Regions from separate parts of the Drosophila melanogaster genome. Here region 1 is linked to region 2. A link is a contact called in public Hi-C data. All regions are on one chromosome and are shown on one strand. The core of a region is the stretch at or near the end of the contact, and the rest is flanking DNA. Distances in the headings are between cores, read along the strand shown. Region 1 holds the start of Atet (ABC transporter expressed in trachea). Region 2 holds the start of Reph (Regulator of eph expression).

Region 1 (3,262 bases), core at 281-2,780, 530 kb before region 2:
TTTATAAATTGAGCGTGTAAACAAATTAAGAGGATGTTTGTTATTTAAAAATTGAATTACTCGCCCGGATGCGTAAGTTCATTTTCAAAGCATGATAAATATGTTCATTCTGTGACAATGTTTAGTTCGTTTGTGGAATGAGAGTTTCGCTCAGTGTACACGGGTTTTTATTACAGATTTGTTTGCAGTTCGACTAGCGATTAGATGGGCAGACCGATAGGCTTCCTGCTACTGGGCGCGGGCTTCCTTTTCGCTAATCGCCGAAGATGTAAGGCGCGTAATCGCACACACTGCGAACTATAGTTATATGGCCCATCCGTGCGATTCAAGTTGACGCGACTGGCCAGCTGTTTGTCGCCCACCGACTCGTTATCTGGGAACTTGGAACACCGGCACTCGAAACTAGCCACGCACAGCTGCGGATTTGGTAATCTGGTAATCAGGTCGCCGGACGATGGGGAGTTTTAAATTTGGGCTTCTCGGAACTGAGCACTTCTCTCACAGATTTCGTGGGTGGATGACCCGAGATGAGGTCCTACCCTAACCGTAATCGAAGTAGGTCAGTCTGTACACCCCCTCGCGAGCCACTGACCCACGAAAATCTGGCTGGCCCGATCTGGTTTTCATTGGTCTTTCGTATTGTTATTTTTTTTTTCGGGTGGCGTGAGCGGCTGAAGACTACAACCTGCTCAGATGTGTCATCTGCTATTAACAAATCGCGCGGCGGGGCATAAACATTTGAAAACAACAGCCACCGCCGGAGCATTTTGCAAATAATTGCTCCTGAAAAGAGAGCGCAGGCGCTCTATCGAGATACAAACGGCAGGAAAACATTAAAGATACATATGGGTCTACCCAAAGGGGGAGGCATATTACATATAACTCCGGCTGCGAAGTTTATTATGGTGGTGGTGGTGGGTAGCTGGTAGCTAAATAAATCTGCGACTGCGACTGCAGACTGCAGGAAGCCCGAAAAAGACGCAATTACTTCACTCGTGCTCACCTTTGGATTTCTATTAAGATGGGGCCTATTTCCGAGAAGAGCAAAACACAAATGGCATAAAACGTGTTTTTGGTTTATTAGCATTATATATTTTTTTTTTTCGGCCGCTGCCAGAAGAGACCGTATTCACTGTACCGCTCCCGCGCACATTAGATACTTTCAGAAGATACTGAGACAGCGAGATACTCGTGCTCGTGCCTTTGGCTTCTTTGTTGTATTCTGTGTTATGGTCGCGGCAGCCAGCAAACAAACAAACAAACAACGCCAGCTATTTAAATGCGCCACAATTCGACGATTCGACGGGAGTGAGAGGAACAGAATCGAAATACCATTACCAGATGGTAAGCGAGGCACTCCAGGAATACGCAAAAGTGTATCTTTTGCCTAGGCGAAACGTGTTTTTATTCACCGCGATGCGATCCGTTGCGATTGGACTCGATTCCTGGCCGAAAACGAAAATCCCGCTCGACCGCAGAAGGCAACAACATTCAGGCAGCGCGAACGACGAAGAACTGAATGCGAACTGAAATTGAAACTGCGGCGGCTGCTAAGCTACCAGCCACCAGCTGCCAGCTGAGAGCGCTTTCGCTCACGAGTATCCGTTCTGGCATTCTGGCACTTTGGTACCCGTATCTGTATCTGTAAATGTATCTGTATCTGTGTGAGCCAGCGCAGCCATCCGGATAGCAATAGTGCTGCCTGGCTGCTTGTACCTGACTCTCGGATACAAATTATAAATAATAGTTAACGCATCTTTCAGATACTTGGCATGTGGAGATATAAAGTTCGGTACATATGTAAATATATATACTGAGATACAAAATTGGCACAACAATTATTGTGTAGTTATTGTACTTCTTTTCAAATCTATCTCTTCTTGAAGTTACAAATGTTAGATACTGATGTAGCTGATGCTCCCAGTTATCTGATGTATATAGTATCTACTTAGTATTACTAGGTACAACGCACGTGTACCCTTCCCATCACTCGACTGCGGATACTACGGCTGTTTCGTCAATGGGGAAGTCACAGCTCTCTCGCTTTGTCCAACGTTCAATTCAAATGCTGGCATACACTTAAATTAATCCGCGTGTGTGTGTGAGCGGTAGTGCGCATGGCGCACAAGTGTGCGTTGGCGTTCCGCTGCTCCGAAAACAGCTGACTGTAAACACACACAAAGGGGGACGGCCCAGTGGGAAATCCAGTGCGATTCGAGTTCAGCTGCACTTGGATTTGATGGAGCGAAACTCCCCGAGGAGAAAGAGAGCGGAGTACACGGCGAAAAAAGCCGTTGTTTCGTAATTAAATTAGGCAATTCCATCTTTTTTTTTAATGGGATTTTAATCTAGAATTAACACATGGCACGTTTCAAGACCATTTTCAGTCGAAAGTGTAGATCGGAAAAGCCTTGATAAGCAGATGAACTTTTCATCGTGAGCCGCTTGATTTCTCACTCTTTAGTAGCTGGATATCCCTGAAGAGTTTCAGTGTTTTCGCTAACATTGTTAGTCTGAGTGATAGCGAACTTTGAACCTCACGATCGCAGAACAAAGCACTGAATCCAAACAAAAACAATTGCGATTTCTTGGAAGAATCGCGTGGTGGGGGCAATTGGAGAGGGGAGCTGATATCAGCATGAGTAATCCTCCCTCCCCCCACTTTCCACATTTTGTCCCTCCCCCATTTGGATTGCATATCATATCTCAAACAAAGCCAAAACGTGATTCTACAATATATTTCCAGCACTTAGTCTCGGGGAAAATGCGCAGTCGGGGGACCTTTAATCGCATCGACCTTAATAATAGTTTATTTTCATATCAGCCGCCAATTGTTTTTAGCTGCTACATATTTAAATTGAGTGCCAGCTCTGACCGAAGCCTATATAATACCACATATGTATGTATGTATGTGGAGCTGTGTTTGCAAGTCTCAACTCGAGATATATGAAAGTGCCAATGGACGATAGTCGGACTCGATTTCAATTTCGGTTTCAATGGCTTCCATGGCAATGGGAATGCCCTATTAGTCTGGAGTGTCATCGATTCTTATCAGTTAATGGGATGGTTTTTGCTGCCAGTCAGGTGCAGTTGCACTTCGCCGCATTGTAACGCAAATCTGGCAGGTACGTTTGCCCATTAAGTCAAGTTGGGTGCAAATTGCAGTTCATTCGAAGTACTTTCAGGTGTTTCGCCGCAATTAAAATCTAGAATTGCAACGATGGGTTCCCAAAACAATTGTCAGTGCATAACCAAGTGCTCG
Region 2 (3,188 bases), core at 224-2,723:
AACCCTGGCCGCACTCACAAAGTGCACTTACTACACTTTGGATGTGGATGCGATGATGCCCGTGTGGGCGCTCATGGAAAATGGAGGGGGCAGGGGGGCTGACGTATCGCTGCGTGCTTTTGTACATGCGCGCTCAACTCGTGCCTCCAACATCGGTGGACAGATGCCGAACGAAAGTATAAGTTTAAGTAGCATTAAGTCATTATGACTTTTTTTTTTGCACACCTTTGTTAGGTTTGGTTTATACATAATGCAGACAGAAGATCAAGATCAGCTGACAACGGAACGTTTAAAAATGTAATCGGATTTTTCAGATAACATTCCATACAATTTAACATACAATTTTGTCGCGCACCTTGGTACTTATAGACGAAAGAAGAAGCAGCTGGAGCGGGCAAGTTCCTATTCCAATGACTATATGCCTATATATTCATGTCTATGAGTAGTAACGTGTGGCAGCAAAAAGAAGAGGCAAGTAAATGAAGAGAAGTAAACGAAGGGGAGGTGAAGAAATACGGCAAAAAAGTTGCAACGATGATATGGGAAATTGTTTGGAGCTCGCTTTTCGACACCGAATGTGGAAAACATGGGGAAAACATGACATGGAAAACTACGCACGAACTGGTTTTTCGGCTGCTCGAGGCAGTTTTCTCAATTTATTGTTTCTTACAAACGTCATGTAACTTTATTCCACATTTGTTTAATTTGTTTCAACTAATATATGATAAGTGTGGAAAGCCGAAAGCACAATAAATTATTAAATTATACCTGTTCAAAAAGGATACAAAATAAATACAAACATTTAGATTTTACGGTTAGATTTCTTACATTCGTTTCATGAGGAAAATGTGATTTTCGCCTTGTGCACACACATGTTTAATAAGCTATTATTCCTTCTAAGTTTTGCCACTATATTTGCAAACTCCCTCGTGAGCTTTTCAATTTGCTTTCAATTTTACGCGGAAAATTTTACTACGAGTCTACGTGCCCACACACACTTGCACACATCAGCTGTCTCGCTCCTCCGCAAGAACAAGTACTTTTGTTCCATTCATACCACACACACACAGCAAGAGTGTATTTTTCTCTCTTTCTCTGTCTCTGTTTCGTTTACTGGAGAGAGCGTCTGACGTAGGTGGGTGGTGGGTGGAGGGGAGGTAGTCGTGGTGCAGCCTTCAGCTTGAGTTCTAAATTTAGCACTTGCAACTTCAGCAGGACCCTCTTTCTCTCACCTCACACACACGCACGTACACATATTGCCACAGTCACCGTTAGTCGAAAACTTACTTGATTCGCTCGCTCTCTCTCGCGTATCTCCGTCTCCCTCTATAGATGTTGGTTTTCCTTTTGTTTGATCACAAAATTGTGTATTTTATTAGGAAATTAAATTTATTAGATTTTTTCGGTTGTGGAATTGCAGGAAAACCAGCGGAAAAACGGACCAACGGCGGCGAGTGAAAAACGATGAATGGCGCTTACTACAGAAATTAAACAGCACGCGACGCGTTCTTTGGAGAGTTGACCAACTAAACAAGCGCTCAAAAAGAAACGAAGAGCGAGCACGCGTGCTCTGTGCCAGCAGTGTTGCCAACTTGGGCTTTTTCTAGCATTAATACGAAATGCATAATTTCTATTGTCAACCGTATTCATTACCATTGCTTTTTAGGAAATTGATGTGTGTGTGAACAGCTCATATTATTAGATATCAAGATTTTGACATCTAGATACTATGTTAGATATATAAGAATACGAATACTATTTAGGTTTTTCAATTTCTATAGAACTTGTCGCTCAGAGCTGGCAACACTCTCCAGCAACAACAGTTTTCTTTTTTTTGCGCGTGCCTTGCATAAAGAGCTTACCCAATGAACATTTTTTAAGAAAAAACTATTAAGTTCTCAATGCCCAATTTAAATTGAGACACATCACTTTGAATCTAATATGATCGAAATTTCATACCTTTTAATTATATCGCTGTTGATTGGTACTTAACAAGAGCAATGCAATTAAGAGATTGCAATAAGTAAGGTGTAAATAAATTATAAATTATTTTAATCAGAGATGGCAGATAACTGTTATCATGTAAAATTATTTCTACAGTTCTGAGTTTTACATTTATCGCAGACTCGAACCGTTAATATTTGTTCCATGGAAAATCAATTGTTGGGCGCACATTAAATTTGAATTTAACTGTTGAAACTGACCTAAATAATTACTTATTACTATATACTAAGATAGGGGAAACCCATGTATTAGGTGCTTTTTTTTTTATATAAAAACGACCCGATTTTAATGATTTCTTTTTTAATTTTGTTTTATTTTTCTGTGTATGTACAACAACTTAGAACTAATTCGTTTCGGCAATAGTTAATGGTAGACTTAAAGTTAATGGATGGAATGATTTAAGTTTACCACAAAAAAAAACAACGGGCGGGCGTGTTCGTCTCTCTTGGTCTCTCTCAATCGTAATCTCGATTTTAAAAAGTATACTATAATTTTTAAGGGCAAACTAAAAGCTACGAAGCTGTGGTGGTTGTTATCCTAAACGAAACTGACAAAATAATAATTGTAATTGTAGGTAAGCTAAAGAAAAGAAAAATCAAAGTATTCTGTTTCATCCAAAACGCTAAGCTTACAAACGAATACTAAATACAAGTAGCAGCTCTTACTCTATAAATAAAATACAAATTTGTCCTAGTATTTAGTCAGTTCCGTAAAGGGTTAATGTGTAAAGTGAGTGTTAAATTAGAGTATGGATTTGATGACGGCACTTCACATGGCCGTTTCCAGGGGCTGACTGTGACTTCGTCCGTTTGTTTGCAGTGGCTGCAGACCAACCGATCCTCCATCCCCATCGAAATCTGTTTCGAGTAGAGCCTCCGATTTGGAGCGGTGGTACTGATTGGTCAGTGGTGACGGTGTCGTTGGCGACGACTCCTCGGATGCGGTTTGGTAAACCGTCTTGGGACGCCGTTGCGCCGGTCCACCCGCGGGCGCCACATTTGGTGCAGCCGGTGGCTGTGCCAGTGGCCTCGGTGTCCGGTAATGTGATACTGGAGCTTTACTACTCCTGACGGCAGTATAATACGAGTCCGGACGTCGCATGTCCGCCGGTGTTGCTTGCTGACTACTGGGAACCGCAGGCGCTGGGCGGTACAGTGAGGACTCTGTAGAGTAGTTGAATTGAT

The links. Hi-C and Micro-C count contacts between places; a contact is called where the count stands out from the background.
Region 1: a Hi-C map of the Kc167 cell line shows a contact between it and region 2, with 1.9 times the contacts expected there. The contact joins the promoter of Atet here to the promoter of Reph in region 2. A contact is called at or near these places in 5 of 107 Hi-C or Micro-C datasets (the Kc167 cell line, the S2 cell line, embryo and 2 more).

What each region holds. Positions count from the first base shown.
Region 1 is chr2L:4,332,181-4,335,442 of dm6, reverse strand. It overlaps Atet (ABC transporter expressed in trachea), which reads right to left and starts at 1,530. Exons shown (of 7, transcript NM_001103609.3): 1 at 1,004-1,530.
Region 2 is chr2L:3,801,830-3,805,017 of dm6, reverse strand. Reph (Regulator of eph expression) reads right to left here and starts at 1,473. Exons shown (of 4, transcript NM_143795.4): 1 at 1,288-1,473. It overlaps bark (bark beetle), which reads right to left. Exons shown (of 12, transcript NM_134964.4): 12 at 2,292-3,188. The coding sequence ends at 2,773.